Linked DNA regions of Anser cygnoides: region 2 is linked to region 1. The links are chromatin contacts, called in public Hi-C maps. All regions are on one chromosome and are shown on one strand. Each heading gives the region's core, a stretch centred on a gene start, on an enhancer-like site or on the middle of the called end of the contact. The rest is flanking DNA. Distances are from core to core; before and after follow the strand shown. Region 1 overlaps PARD6G (par-6 family cell polarity regulator gamma). Region 2 holds the start of CARMIL1 (capping protein regulator and myosin 1 linker 1).

Evidence for each region. A called contact is a pair of places that touch in the nucleus more often than the background predicts.
Region 2: a contact with region 1 is called in a Hi-C map of granulosa cells, with 3 times the contacts expected there. The contact joins the promoter of CARMIL1 here to the enhancer-like site in region 1. A contact is called at or near these places in 4 of 7 Hi-C or Micro-C datasets (granulosa cells and liver).

The regions. Positions count from the first base shown.
Region 1 is chr2:99,781,522-99,787,875 of Taihu_goose_T2T_genome, forward strand. The region is part of intron 2 of PARD6G (par-6 family cell polarity regulator gamma); the gene reads right to left. Among named protein-coding and RNA genes, the nearest start is that of BLOC1S4, 9.9 kb to the left of the region's middle. Within about 2 kb of position 2,055, at least 2 of the 3 cell types and tissues checked have open chromatin away from gene starts, as enhancers often do.
Region 2 is chr2:100,094,693-100,101,962 of Taihu_goose_T2T_genome, forward strand. It overlaps CARMIL1 (capping protein regulator and myosin 1 linker 1), which reads right to left and starts at 4,813. Exons shown (of 37, transcript XM_066992706.1): 1 at 4,684-4,813; 2 at 973-1,070. The coding sequence starts at 4,723.

The sequences.
Region 1 (6,354 bases), core at 805-3,304:
TTTTAGAACATCGTCAGTCATTAGTTTCCAGCTCTGATCCTAAACAGGATTACATATAAAAAGATGAAGGCCCAGTTTTAACAGGTAGAACTGTTAAAACCTACTATCAATTGGAGAAATGGTACTTAACGTGGAGAGCTTTTAAGAAAACATACCAATTGTTTTCTAGAAGTTTAAGTACGGAATGCATGCTCCCTGACAGTACAGGTATTGTTGCATTACTTGCATTCAAGATGACCTGCTGGAACAAAACTGCCCCTCTCCATGCTGCCATGCTGTAAAGCCAAGCATCTCTACCGAAGTTTAACATCAGCTGTTGCTGTGGCAGCAGAAAGTCGTCGTCAATGCCAAGCACAACGAAAGAAAAATGTCCTTGCTCCCCAGGGAACTGGGAGAAGTCAGCCAGCATCACTGCCTTCTAACAGCTACAGGGTGGTCACACAGTGGTCTATCACCTTTTTCTAGTTATGAACCATTCAGGTGGTATGTGTAAGACCGAAACGGAACCGTATCATAGCATAATTTACAGTGACACACTTCTAATGAAGGTCAGTTACTAGGTTTTGAGTTTCCTCGCCACGTAGGATTCCAGGCAGGAGTGCCATTTTTCCCTAATAAAATGGTCCGTTTGATCTCAGCGAAGACAAGTATAAACTATATGAACCAGACAGAGCTCGTTTTTCATGTTTCACTTGTTGCAGTATCAAATTCTCCTGCTGCTGCAGAGCAAAAAGCCCACATAAATCTGTACGCATACTGGCAGGAGATGTGCCATCAAATGGCGCATCTGAACAGAAAGAACTTAAAGCCTTCCATTTTACAGGGTGTCATGTATTCCTGTGTCTTGAATGAGGTCAGAGTAAAAACAGAAAAAAAAAACAACCAGAAGAGTTAGCCTTTTAGTTGCTGAATATGGTCTTCGTTTCTTAGAACGGGGCAGACTGCATGGAGCACTTCCTCACAGAAAATGCAGTGCTTTCACACCAAGATGTGCTATGAACTGGATGGATAATCATGGATAACTACCGAACTCTGGAAGACTTGGACCTGAATTTTACTTATGTCCGTAATTTGCTTCCTGCTGAAAATACTGTTCCTGTAGGAAGAAGCAAACAAGAACATTTACCACAACTGGAGGAATCCTCAGCCCTCCGGTTCTGTCATACATGAAACCACAACCCAAGGCTGCACAAAAAAACACCTCCACTTCTTCTGGAGGATGATTCCACCTCTTCTCCCTAGAAGCTTCATTTTTCAGTACATTTTATTTTCTGACAGTAAGTTATATAAAACCTTAAGTATTCCGGCTGCATCCTTCCTGTTTAATATTTGTGCTTTTTTATTTCCCCCCTTTTCTTATAAATAGTTGTCACTACCTACTTACCCATCAGAACCTTTCTGTTAGAGAAGATTCATGCTACAGCTGTCTTCATTTCTTGATACCACTGGGGTTTTTTTTGTTTTGTTTTAATTGGTGGAACTACCTCCACTTGTCCAGAAGCAGTAAAACTCATTGAAGGAGGTTTTCACTTCCAGGCACGGATGTTTTACTATCAGAATTTCTTTTAAAAACATATCTACAGAGTTATAGATGCTAACATCTTTGAGGAAAATACCCTTCGACAATTCAGTAGTCAGCCTGTGACTTTCCAAAATACATGATACCTTCCTGGTGGGCATCGTGAATCCTGTCGTTAAGTCACAGAGCACACCACAGCACAGCATACCTAAAGGACTATTCATAAGGGAAAGCAAACTGCTCAGAGCATCTGGTTGCAGCCAAAAGAGTATTGTGTTTCTTTAATTTACATGAAACAAGAAATTATAGACCTTCTGAAAAAGCCACCAGGAGCACCACTCCCATTGCTTGGACAGCTGCTTTTCATAGGAATTGCCTGCCAGATGAAATACCAAAGCTTAGCCAGATAAGATTGTATAAACAAGCTAAATTCCACAGAGAAGCAGACTGCCAGGCTCCTATAGGAACAGTTCATTTCAGCCTCTACTTTTTCAGTGTACATGCACTCATGGCTTATTATTTCCTCTGGGAACTGTGGAACATTAGTTGACAGCTCTGGAAAGTACTTCAAAGACAAAATTACTTCCACTAGGGAGAGCAGCACTTCAGGCAGCTTGGGAAGGAGGCCAATGAGTCATTATTAGTGAAGGGTAACCCCTCAATCCAGCAGATCTCTATTACTGAGCATTCAAATTAGCAGCACAAAACCGTTTCGAGGGAACGTGTCACATTTAACCCTTCTACCTTTCCATGTCTCTGCTACAAACACCCTCCGTACTTTACACGAGTTGCTTTCGGTGTCTCCTTCCTCAGAAAGATCAAAACCAGAAGCGCTTGCGAAAGCCATCGGACAACACATCAGCTGGCAGTCTCGCGTTCGCGACCTGCAAGGCTGACCGCATGCAGAGGGAGTCAGGAGGAAACAGACACGAAGTGAACTATGGCTTGGGGCGGGGGGGCGGAGGGGGTCCTCCTGCCAACATCACTCAGCGAGGAGCGTTTAATGGGGGGGGGGGGGGGGGAAATAAGGGTGTCTGAATGCTAACGTTGCGTTTTGTGTGTTACGGGAGCATTGAAAAAAATCTAGCTGCTGCCAGCAACCTCTGGGTGGTGAGCCAATCCAAAACACACGCTGCAGGTAAAACAGTTGTAGCTGGCATGCCCTTAGAAGTCAAGGAACAGAAGCACGCCGTGTATGCACACACACACACACACACCCCCCACTCATTCCTCTCTCTACCACTGTATCACAAGGAGCCGGACATAATCTCATCACCCTTCAGAAGACAAACTATAAACCGTAACATTTAGGTAATCTATGACAATCAGCAGTGCTTCGGAAGCACAAACAAGATCAAAAGGGACGAGTTCACATTAACATGAGAGCATGTTATCTTAATGCATGAGTTTCTAAAACAAAGCCTTCCAAGGACTTCGCAGACTGTAAACTCAATGACACTTCTCAAAACAAATTTCACCAAATAACTTTGCTAGAAAGAAAACTTGAGAACATCCTACCCTAGTATAGGTCCTACTAAATAAAGTGAGGTGCAGTTTTTCAAAAGGCAATCTTCTACTGTGATTCAGTACTAAAAAGATAAATTTGCTTTCCTATGGAGGAAGCATTTGTTATCTGATCAGGATTAAAATCTGAGGAACACAAATGTGTCTCTCTTCCCAATTTGTTTATAAGCTCAGAATATTCTGCTCTCTTTCAAGAAGGTGAACGTTGTTTGTTCCTGGATCTTACGTGTTATAGCAAGCAAAAAAACCATTGCGTTAGATTCAGGCTCTCTTTACAGTGTCAGACACGTGTGAGAAACATTTTTAGGCCACTTGCCTGAAGGATGAGGACAGCCCCTTGGGAATTTGATCTGCACTGCTGGCGTGGCCTCCTGCACTTCCCTCTGCTTGTCATCAGAGGCCACTGTTCCCTTGCTGAACCTCCTTCCTCCTCAGGAGGAGGCTCCCTATTTTTGACTAGCTGCACAGCTCCAAAGGAGCAGGAGCTGTTCCTTGACCTACGAGCTTGCCCCATGACACAAGAGAGACCTCAGGAGGATGAGGATGCTGCCAAATGTAAGCAAGTGTCCAGGCCTGTACCTCCCAGAGCGATCCTCACCCTCACAACATTCAAACCCAGCAGACAGCTCCCTTAGGCAGCCAAAAACCAGCTCTCAGGCTCCGAATTTTACGTGTGTAGTTAGTTGTGAAGTGTATCACTACTGGTCAGCCACTTGGTTGTGAGGATTTTAAGTTGTTTCATCAAGTCTGCTGTCTTCATGTCCGAGATGCATTCTCCTCAGGTAAGACATTTATCTTTACCAGAGTGACTTATCTGGGTTGCCTTTTCCTTCTTGGGGCAATGTCCCCGGTACAAATCTTCATTTAAAGGGAAAAAAGCGTCAGGGTCTTCTTTCTACTTAAGCTTCACGTGCAACTTCCACTCTAAAATGCGACAGAAAGGGCCCCTCTCTCCTTGTTTCCTTCCACAAACCCCATTATGCCAGGGATACATTATCGCAGCAATAGAAATTTGCAGGTTTTGAGCTGCGGCCTTGTCGTCCTTTTATTTTTTCAAGTATTAGTTAACATTTCCCTTTCCCTGCAGGGGGGCTGGGTGGGAAATGGCGTTTCCCTTGTGCATCTCAGCCACCATCACGTTCATCCCAAGGCAGCAGGGAGGACACACGGTGCTGCTGTGGAGGTGTTATCCGTGGGGCTTCCCTCACTGGGCACCTGTAAGCACTTTTCCTACTCGCAGAGCCTGACAGATTTAGCCTTGTATCCCTGTGCACCCAGTAACACCCAGCGGCCACAAAAAAAAACTGTTTTCGCTCAGCTGGTGCTATCAGAGTGAGAGAGCCATTGATCCTTTTCTAAGATGCTTAGGGAAAAATATCACCCCAAAAAAACAACCACCACCACTCTCCAGCCTGTAATTACATACCGTATCTTTGGCTACTCAGCATTAAGAACCGTACCATTTGAAGTTATTAAAATGCCACCCTTTAATTATTTTATTTCACTCAATTTCTGACCTGTAACAAACACACAATTTCTCCTCTATTCACTCAGAAGATCGAGCAACTCACAGCTCTACCACTTGCTCCCTACACAGGCAACAAAGGGAATCTGTTCTTTCCAAAAGAAAATGTCAACATGTCATACAAAGTGAAATGCAATGAAGGAAAATGACAGACCAAACTACAACAACTCTTACCAAGCTCAGCAGATACAGTAAAAATCCTATTAATGACAAACAAAACGCAGTGGATATTTTTTGCTGTGAGTACTGTTTTGGTATGAGAAAAAAGTTACTTTTTGTACAAGTCTAAAGTTTGGAAGATAAGAAAGGTAAACAGATCAAACCAAAGAGCAAATCTGGGTGAATACCATTCTGTTTTTCACAGGGTGATATTTGTAAAAGCACTGCAAGTAATGAAAAAAAAATTCACCTAAGGATCATATTCATTCAGAATATGAACTTTATACCTCTGACAAGAAAAAAAACATGCTGTTTCACAGTAGTCTCAGAAGAAGCTGCAGACGGAGCTTGGAAAGGCACCACGCTAAGGGGCACAAAATAAAGCTAGTATATTTGTACTATTTACACAGCCATGGGTCCAAGGGAAAGCTTTGGGGGAGCTGCAGTACTGAACCTGCTGAGAACCACCACCCTGTCGACACAGACCCTAAAACGGAGCCTGTTCCTCCTTTGGGAGTACCCTGGCTGGCAGTGAAGGCCACTTCAGGGCTGTGTCGCACAGGGAAGGCAGGACCTGTGGCACCCGGCTGATACAGCCTGCAGCTTGCCCAAGGGAAACCGAATTTAGCATCGCATTTGGCTCTCCCTCCTGCCGCTTTCTGCCACATACCCTAGTGCTCTCCTCCTCTTCAGTCCAGAGTGACCCTCCCTCCATGGCTAAAAGCAAAACTGACAGCAAGCAAGGTTGTCTGCTGTCCTGCATGCAGGTAGCTGCTGATCACGTTTCTGCAGCATGCGAGTGCTTTTTCTGTTCAGAAGGAAAAATCATCCATTATCTTTAGAGGCACTATACCTGCAGACCTCCCTGGTGACCGTGGCTCAGCTACTACATTCACCGGGCTTTACCTCCTTCCCTGCCCCCCCGTGATTCTTTCCTACCTATGACTCTTGCTACTTTCAATCAAAAATGCAGCGTTGCCAGGACGAGCCCCTTAAAAAAAACGAGGTATCTCACAGCCATGGCAATGGGGTCATTCAACTGTCGCAAGCATTAGGTCTGTGAGATCCAAGGGTACTACCGAAAAGAATGACTGCAGCACAGAAAACAGCCTCTTTCTCATGCATTCTTTTGCTGAGTAACACCTTATTCATCCCAAGCTAGTTCAGACAGGCAAGCTAGGAAGCCTGCCTAACCTTTTCGGTTACACTTCTGAGTTCCCATCAAAAATAAATGGAAAAAAAAAATCCCCAAACTGTGGAGAAGTTCATATGCAATGAAGATTTAAGACTCGGAGGAATAAATGGCAGTCCTCTGCAGTCATTATCCTGATGGTTTTCAGAAGTTGTCAGCACACCTTGATGGAGAAGAGCACGTTTTTACACAGCTCAAATTCTTCTAGGATGCGTTTCTCTTTTTTAAAAAAAAAACAAAATGGACACATCATGTTTTTATAGCTTAACTGCGGTGGTGTGATAATACCACATACATCCTGCACTGGAGGGGAGGCAGAGAAAAACACACACAGTGCTTTACAAAGCGCTTTTATGGTTCCTGCCTCCGAGTCAGCAGGCTGTCAACAAAGTCCAGATTCCGCCGCTTATCGCGGAATTGAGAAGGTTTCAAAAC
Region 2 (7,270 bases), core at 3,563-6,062, 320 kb after region 1:
TGCCCTAGGATAAGCAACATGCACTTTTTGAAGATAATTCAGAACTGATTAATCAGTTGTGCGTTTTAACAAGAAAACAGCATATTGACATGGGGAAGGTACCTAAAATATCAAACAAAGTCTTGGCGATGAAACTTTCAAACGTACAATAGCATTCTTATTGATACAAAGCACCAAATTTCAAACATCTTGCAAAATATTATAGCAGCATTGTAGTTATTTGCATTTGTTATTCTCCTGATAGAGAAGTATCAAAGGAAAGAAGAAATGAAGTTCCATCTATTTTTGCATACCCAAGTATTCAAGACAGTATGCACGCATACCAGCTCATTACTGCAGCTCTCGTCTTATCAAAAGAGGCCAGCAAAACTATTCTTGAGAAAACAGGAAAGCATACTTCAGTGAGATTAATTTGACACTTTCCCCCACTACAGTTTCAGGAATGACAATGGAAGATCCCACACAGTAAGCATTTCTTTTAAAACGCAGATAATGACTCAGAGAATACTAAAAAGTACAAATAGTCATTTGAGTTTAAAAAGCACAACAGCTTTACAATTATTCTTCACCATGTAACAGCTTCAAGAGATTCTCAAAAGATAAATAATTCTACGTGCTTCATTTTGCATTTCTTGTCCACTCAAAATTCCTATTGATGTAGACAGGAAACCTCACCAGCAAAGGCAGCAAATTATTGTAGAACAGGTTCTAATAATAACTAGTCTTAGCATCAATCCACAACACCATACCCTAAACCCTGAAGAATAACTCAGTGATCAACATGTGTGCATACACGTGCATACCACAAACCAACTTGCTATGCAGGCTAGCAAGAAAGTAAGAAAGTAAGTGGTATGCGAAACTTATGGTACAACGAAAGTTCAAAGAATCTTTCAAGAGGAGAATTGATGCCTTCTGAATAGATATTGGCTTTTCCTCCACAAATTGAATCACTCAGTCTACTGTACTCACCAATATTTTGTTCTCCACTTTATCTCCCTTTGTTTCCAGCTTTACCTTCTTCTTGACCGAAATTTTGATTTTCCTCCCAATAACATCCCTGACACTTTCTGAAATAAAAGAAAACACCTTGATTAAATACTTTTAGTGTCAACATGAGAAGGAAACACCATAGTCCTGTTTTCAGGAAGACTCACAGCTACGCTGCTCAACTGCTTGCACTCACAGAAGTCTCATGCACGCATAACAGTACTAAACACCAACGAACACAACTTTTGTAAGAAGTACACCATCCACACAATAATTTACTTCTGTTACGGTGGGGTTAGAGTTTTCATATGCCAGCATTCTAAACATAATCTTATATTTCTTTCCAGTGCTAGTTACACATCAAAAGCATTCTCAAGACAAGCCCCAGCACCGCTTAGCTCTGCTCAAGGAAGAGAGCGAATTCCTCACTTGCTATTATTCGTACCTGAAAAGCTTACTAAAGCCAATTAACTCCTTGTACTGCAAAGACGCTCACCTTTTATTGTTACTGGGAGAAGGGGGATGATGGATAAACCTAGAGTTTACACATTTTGTACTTGCACATTCAAGATGCAAAGCCAACCGCTCAGACTTCAAGACACTAACACCTGACAGCTATGCAGCGGATGCTGTGGAAGGCAGTGCTGGTCTCAGCCCAAGTCACTGTAGGCACCTCACAGTGCCAAAGTTGCATTAATTGCCATAATTTTTTTTCTATGTACAGGCATACACACACACAGACAGTCTCTGCCAAGCACCAAGTGAACCAGCCTTTTCCCTAAAGGCTTGAACCCTGTCCTGAAGGGAACGTATACACATGGAATCGTGTCAGAAAGCTTATACAACTGATGTAAGCGGTAGATAAACAGAGGAACTCATCTGGATGAGCCAATTTGGCACCTTCCGCACATTTTGCTCCCCAGCCCTCCCAGACAAGGGCTGAGGAAGAAATCTTTTAAACACATTAACCTATTTCCCGCACCACTACTGGAACCTTTAAATGGCAAGTCTCCACCCTCCCCAGACGCACACACTTCGCCCTTGTGCAGACTAAAGTTTAAAGGCTAAAACCGAAGATAATAGGCTCTTCGTAAGGCTTTTAATTACAGAATACTACTTTTTCCACACAATTTTCATCTGTTCGCCTGAACGCGTTCGTTCAGGCAACGCATCATTTCTCCAGCCTAGGAGCTCTGCCTGCAAGGCAGAAGGGCGCGCGGGTCACAAATACGCCCGGTCAGTGCGACTCTCCGCCAGAAAGCGTTCCTTCTGCAAAATCGGAATTTTTTTTTTATTTTTTTTTTTCCCCAGGAATTTCAATTTTCCTCTCAGGAAACAAAAGCTCCTGGGCAGCAGCGAGCGAGCCCGGCGAAGGCCGCCCCGAGCGGTGGCAGCCCTGTGGCAGGCTGCCAGCGCGCCCGGCTCCCAGGGCAACTGCTTGGTAGGGAGCCAGGCAGCCAGCTCCCCGAGCAGCCAGGTAAGCAGGGCCCGGGGGAAAGTCCAGCCCCGTCCTCCCTCCCGAGGCGAGCTGTTTTTCCAAGGCTTCCTCTTGCACGAATAACGCCCGGTCCTGCTCTGTCAGCCCCTGGGTGGGAGCTGAGGAGCAAGCTGACCACACAGCCCTTTTCATAAAGGAAAGCCCGCTCTCCTCACGGAAGGAAAGGTGCTGCAGCGGTCACTGCTCCTGTACCTCCGCCCCCAGCCTCTGCCTTTTGGTTTCTCCTCTCTGGCAAGCAGGGGATTTCCTCCTCCGGGGAGCAAGTCCCGCTTCCCTCACCGTGGCACCACAGGTGCCACGCAGCAGCGATGAAAAGGACCGCAGGTCGGCAGCCCTGGCGTGGCTGGGGAGAGGCCTGGGACCTGTGGCTCGGCCAGGCACCAGGACGCCAGCTCGCTCTATGGCTGCACCTGCCTGGAAGGGCTGGGGACGTTTCTGTACAAAATTAAGATTTCAGCTTCACGGGTTTCTCCCGTGTGACTGAGGGCTCCTCCGCACACACTGGCGGCAGATAGACTTGCAAAGTAGTTTGTCAGATTAAGGAGCACAAAGTTATGGCTCTAATTTTCACGTACTCATTTTTAATACCTGTGGCTATGAGTGCCTACATTCAAACACCAGCACCTTTGGGGTGCAGATCCAGGTAAGCCAACATTAATATAGGGATTTTTTTTTATTTTTTTTATTTTTTTAAGACTACAAACCTCCTGACCTAGCAAAGGTCATGCAGGAAGTGAGTAACAACAAAAACCTGCAGTTCTGCCATTCTCACTCCCGGTTTAATCTCCACGCTGTAATCACTACGGTTTGAGGCACATCCTTCCGTCCTGTTCCCAAAGCATAGGGTTATTCCAAAAAGTCTGTTTATCAGGTTACATTTTAACATGCAGATGCCAAAACGCTGGGAGAAATCAAACCAACCCACTTGAACGGGCCCACAAGCCCCCAGAGGGCTCTGACAGAGTGCGGTGGGTGGGCACAGGGCGCCAGGATTGGGGTGGGGGGGAGGCATTTCTTAAAATTGTCCAAAGCCACCAGAGGATGGGATGCGTTGGGATGTTCAGCTTTGCCTTTCTCCTTAACATGCACTACACCCCACCTACGGTATAGTAGGGTACAGTGCAGATGCACAACACTTACTATCGTGTATTAGTATCTCAAATGTATTAAAAAGAAGAAAAAAATCAGCTTTGACCATAGCTCATCACTTCTCAGTAGCCAGGCTATACGCTAACGCTAGTAACCCCCATGGTTTACATGTTGAAAGAGCACAAAATAAAGCATTTTTTTTCTATATAGAGGAAAAAAAAATCTGTGACAAATGCAACTTGCCATCCAGATTTTTTCCGATATTTTATAAACATTAAAACTAATTCCCAGCAAAAGCACTGCCTGAAGCAATCAAAGGCAAAGCAACAGTGTAAATGAACTAGGTGATGTTTGTAAGAACTGTATTCAGTGCAACATGTACCTGGCTGCATGACAAACCTGTTTCCATCTGTCACTAAGGCAATACTTTAAATTAATTCCAGCGTAGGTGAGAGCTTCGTATTGCCCTTCAACAGGCAACCCGGTATCTAAAAGCAGAGGACGCCCGGCCTGAGCAGGGCAGCTGGATCCTAAAGCATCAGACCTGTTATCCCCAAATGACACCGGTTGCCAGCAGCCCGTACCACCGTTTACTGAAAGCTCCCAAGCAGCGATGACAGCATTTTCAGGAGGTCCTCGCCATCAGCCAGCGTTGCTTAAGCGGAGACCGTGGAACATGGGGGGGGGGGGGGGGGGGGGCAGGGGGGGTCACCGCACGCAGCCATGAAACTTTAATTACAAATAGCCTCTCAGACGTGCGCACACACGAAAAAAAAAAAGAGTTTTAAACAAGCCCAGTGGGGTGGGAGGGGGGAAAAAAAAAAAACACATCATGTAAACTCCCCCAGGGCGCAGCTCGGAGCCTCGGCCCCGGCTGACAGCAGGGCTGCTGCCGGCCCTTCCCCACGCGTGTCCGTGCCCCGGGGGCACCCCAAGACCCCCAATACCCTGCACCCCCGCTGCAGAGCGCCCCCGGAGCCCCCCACGGCGCGGGTCCCCGCAGGCAGCAGCGGGGCCTCGCCCCCCGGCCCTCCCGTCCCCCGGGGAGCCCGCAGCCCCCCCCGAGCCCCCCCGGTGCCCCCCGCCCGGCAGGCCCCGGCCCTCACCTATCAGCTCCCGGGGGAGCTCGGAGCTCTCCTCGGCCATGCCGGGCGGCGGGGCTGCTTCAGCGGCTGGCCGCCCCTCCGCAGGGCCGGGCGAGCATGCGAGCCGCGGGGCGGGGGAGGAGGAGGAGGAGGAGGAGGAGGAGGAAGGGGGGGGGGGGGGCCGGCCCCGCGCCGGGGTGCCGTGCGAGGGCGGAGGGAAAAGGGGGGGGGGGGGGGATGTTCAGAGATCGGCCGGGAGGGGCATTTCCCGGGGAGGAAGCCAGCCCCGAGGCTGGCAGGCAGGGAGGGAGGGAAGGAGGGAGGAGAAGGAGGGAGCCGGGCGGGGGCTGCCCGCCCTCCTTCCCCCTCGCCGCCGCCGCGGCAGGCAGGGAGATGGAGAAGGAGGGAGGGATGGATGGAGGGAGGGAGGGTGCCCTCCCCCGGCCTCCGCACCTCCCAAGAGGGGAGCCGTGGCGCCCACGGCCGGCAGGGCAGGGGAAGGCAGGGAAATGCAGCCCCCCCCAGCCCCCCTGGGTGAGGGGAGGGCGGCCACGGGGGCCACCTGCCGGCCGCCGCCGCTCCCACCCGCATCCACGGCCCCCGGGGAGAGCGGCCATGGTGCGGCCCCCGAGGGCCTCCAGCCCCCAGGCTCCGCTCTGGTCCCTGCTCTCCGCCTCCTTCTGCCTCCAGGGAGGGTCTGGGGCCTGAGGGGGGTCGCCGTTGAGGCCTTGGCCGTACTGAGGGGCTCAGGGGGCCGTGGTGACAGCCCGGGCACGACCTGAGCGCAGGTAAATAAATAACTGCGCCAGCGGCACGAGGGCTGAGCTGCACGGTCCTTGGCAGTGGCTCGCAGGAGGCCTCTCGCATGGGTGATCCATCTCCTTTTCCACAGTTTGGCTGCGCTGGTGCTGGCTGTCGCCTTAAACCCTGGGCGCCAAGAGGAAGCATTGCAACACGGCTACAGCACCAAGCGAAGATGTTTGCAGCCTGCGCTCGTCCACCGTGAGGTCCCGCAGGACGTGGTGCTCCGTGGACGTGGCCTCTCCGGCCAGCATCACTCAGCGCAGGAGCCATGCAGAACCACCTACGGCAACGAGGTCTCAGGGTCTCGATGCTGGCCCCCCTCAATAGGTCCTCGTCCTTCAGCAGATGCACCCTCTGGCCTTGCCCCACAGGAGTTCTCCTTCTTGTGTGTTTCTTTAAAAAAAAAAAGATCGACGTTGTAAAGGGAGTGGTTGTAACCATCAAGTCAGCCCTCGTTTCCTGCTGCCTGGGAAAGAGATCGCCAAGGCCGGATCGCTTTAAACCCTGGTGAAGGATAAACTCTGATCCAGAGCTCATCTGTCTCTTCTGCACTCCCCCACCTTGTCTCCACAGGGATGTCACCTGTTCTAAGGTGATGCCCTTGTTACAGGTTGTTTAGCAAATGCCTTGTGAGGGGAAAGGCAAGAATCTGGGCTTATGCTAGACTGAAGGAAACCAGAAGTATGCCTCCTTCCCCAGGATCAAAGAAAAAACCACAAATAGCGGTGTTTTGCTTGTTGCACTGTGCCGTTGAGCATTTTTGTTATGTGTAACAGACGCGTTATAGAAACACAGCACGTGAGCTGCCTAATTGCGCCTATAAAAATAAGGACAGAAAGAAGCTTATTGGATGAGAAGAGAGGAAGAGGCTAGACAGCTCTGGAAATACTTAGGCTTGCTTCTGGTAGCGATGCACAGTTTCAATGAGAAGATCATTTTCACTGCAGCAGGACTGTGATTGGTCGTCCTGCATCCTGAAGGGGTGGATTACTGCATAAACCTCATATTTCAGGCACTCTACAAGTGAGTGACGGATCTGGAAGATCAAAGTCATTTATGCCTATTTAAGACGCCTGAAATGCATTCAATGAGAGCAACAGCACAAATCCAAGAAGATGACTTAATTTTCCTGGTAAAATGCTGTGCTGTTGCTCTGTGCATCTCAGGGACTACACATGCCCTGGTCTTCAAAAGAAATATGACTAGCAGTTTGAAATTGTTGCGACTTGTGAAACAATTTTATGATTCCCTACAGCAACAACCAGCTCTCTGAATAATTTTAGTGATTATTTTACCAACATAGATACAATTACTACAGATATAGCTACAAAATTGCTGCCTTTCCTTTTTGTTGTTTAACTACATGAAGCAAATAGGGACATTCTTTAAAGAAAATAAACAAACAGTAAATATAGGGTATATTAGTAAAAGAAGCTGTGTGCTTTTAACGCACAGCACTGCCAGTCAAACCTTACCTGGGCATATATGTGTATAGAAAGAGAGCTCTATACCTGTTTGTTGATGGTCCTCTGTTCCCTTTTCTTCACTGGATCTGCATCCTTTTCCTTTCTCTGCAGAATACCTGCTGACTTCTTCCTCCCTGACAGTCTTTCCTCATAGCTCAGCATAAAAACTGCATTTTTTGCTTGCTGCACATAAGCAAGCTTACTTCCGACTGAGGAATATTGGGCAGAAAACAAAAACAAAACAAAAACAAAAAAAATAAGGAATTCAGAAGTTCACGTCTTTTCTAATACCCAGGAGGGAAAAATCAGATTATTAGGTCTGCATAAGAAAGGATATG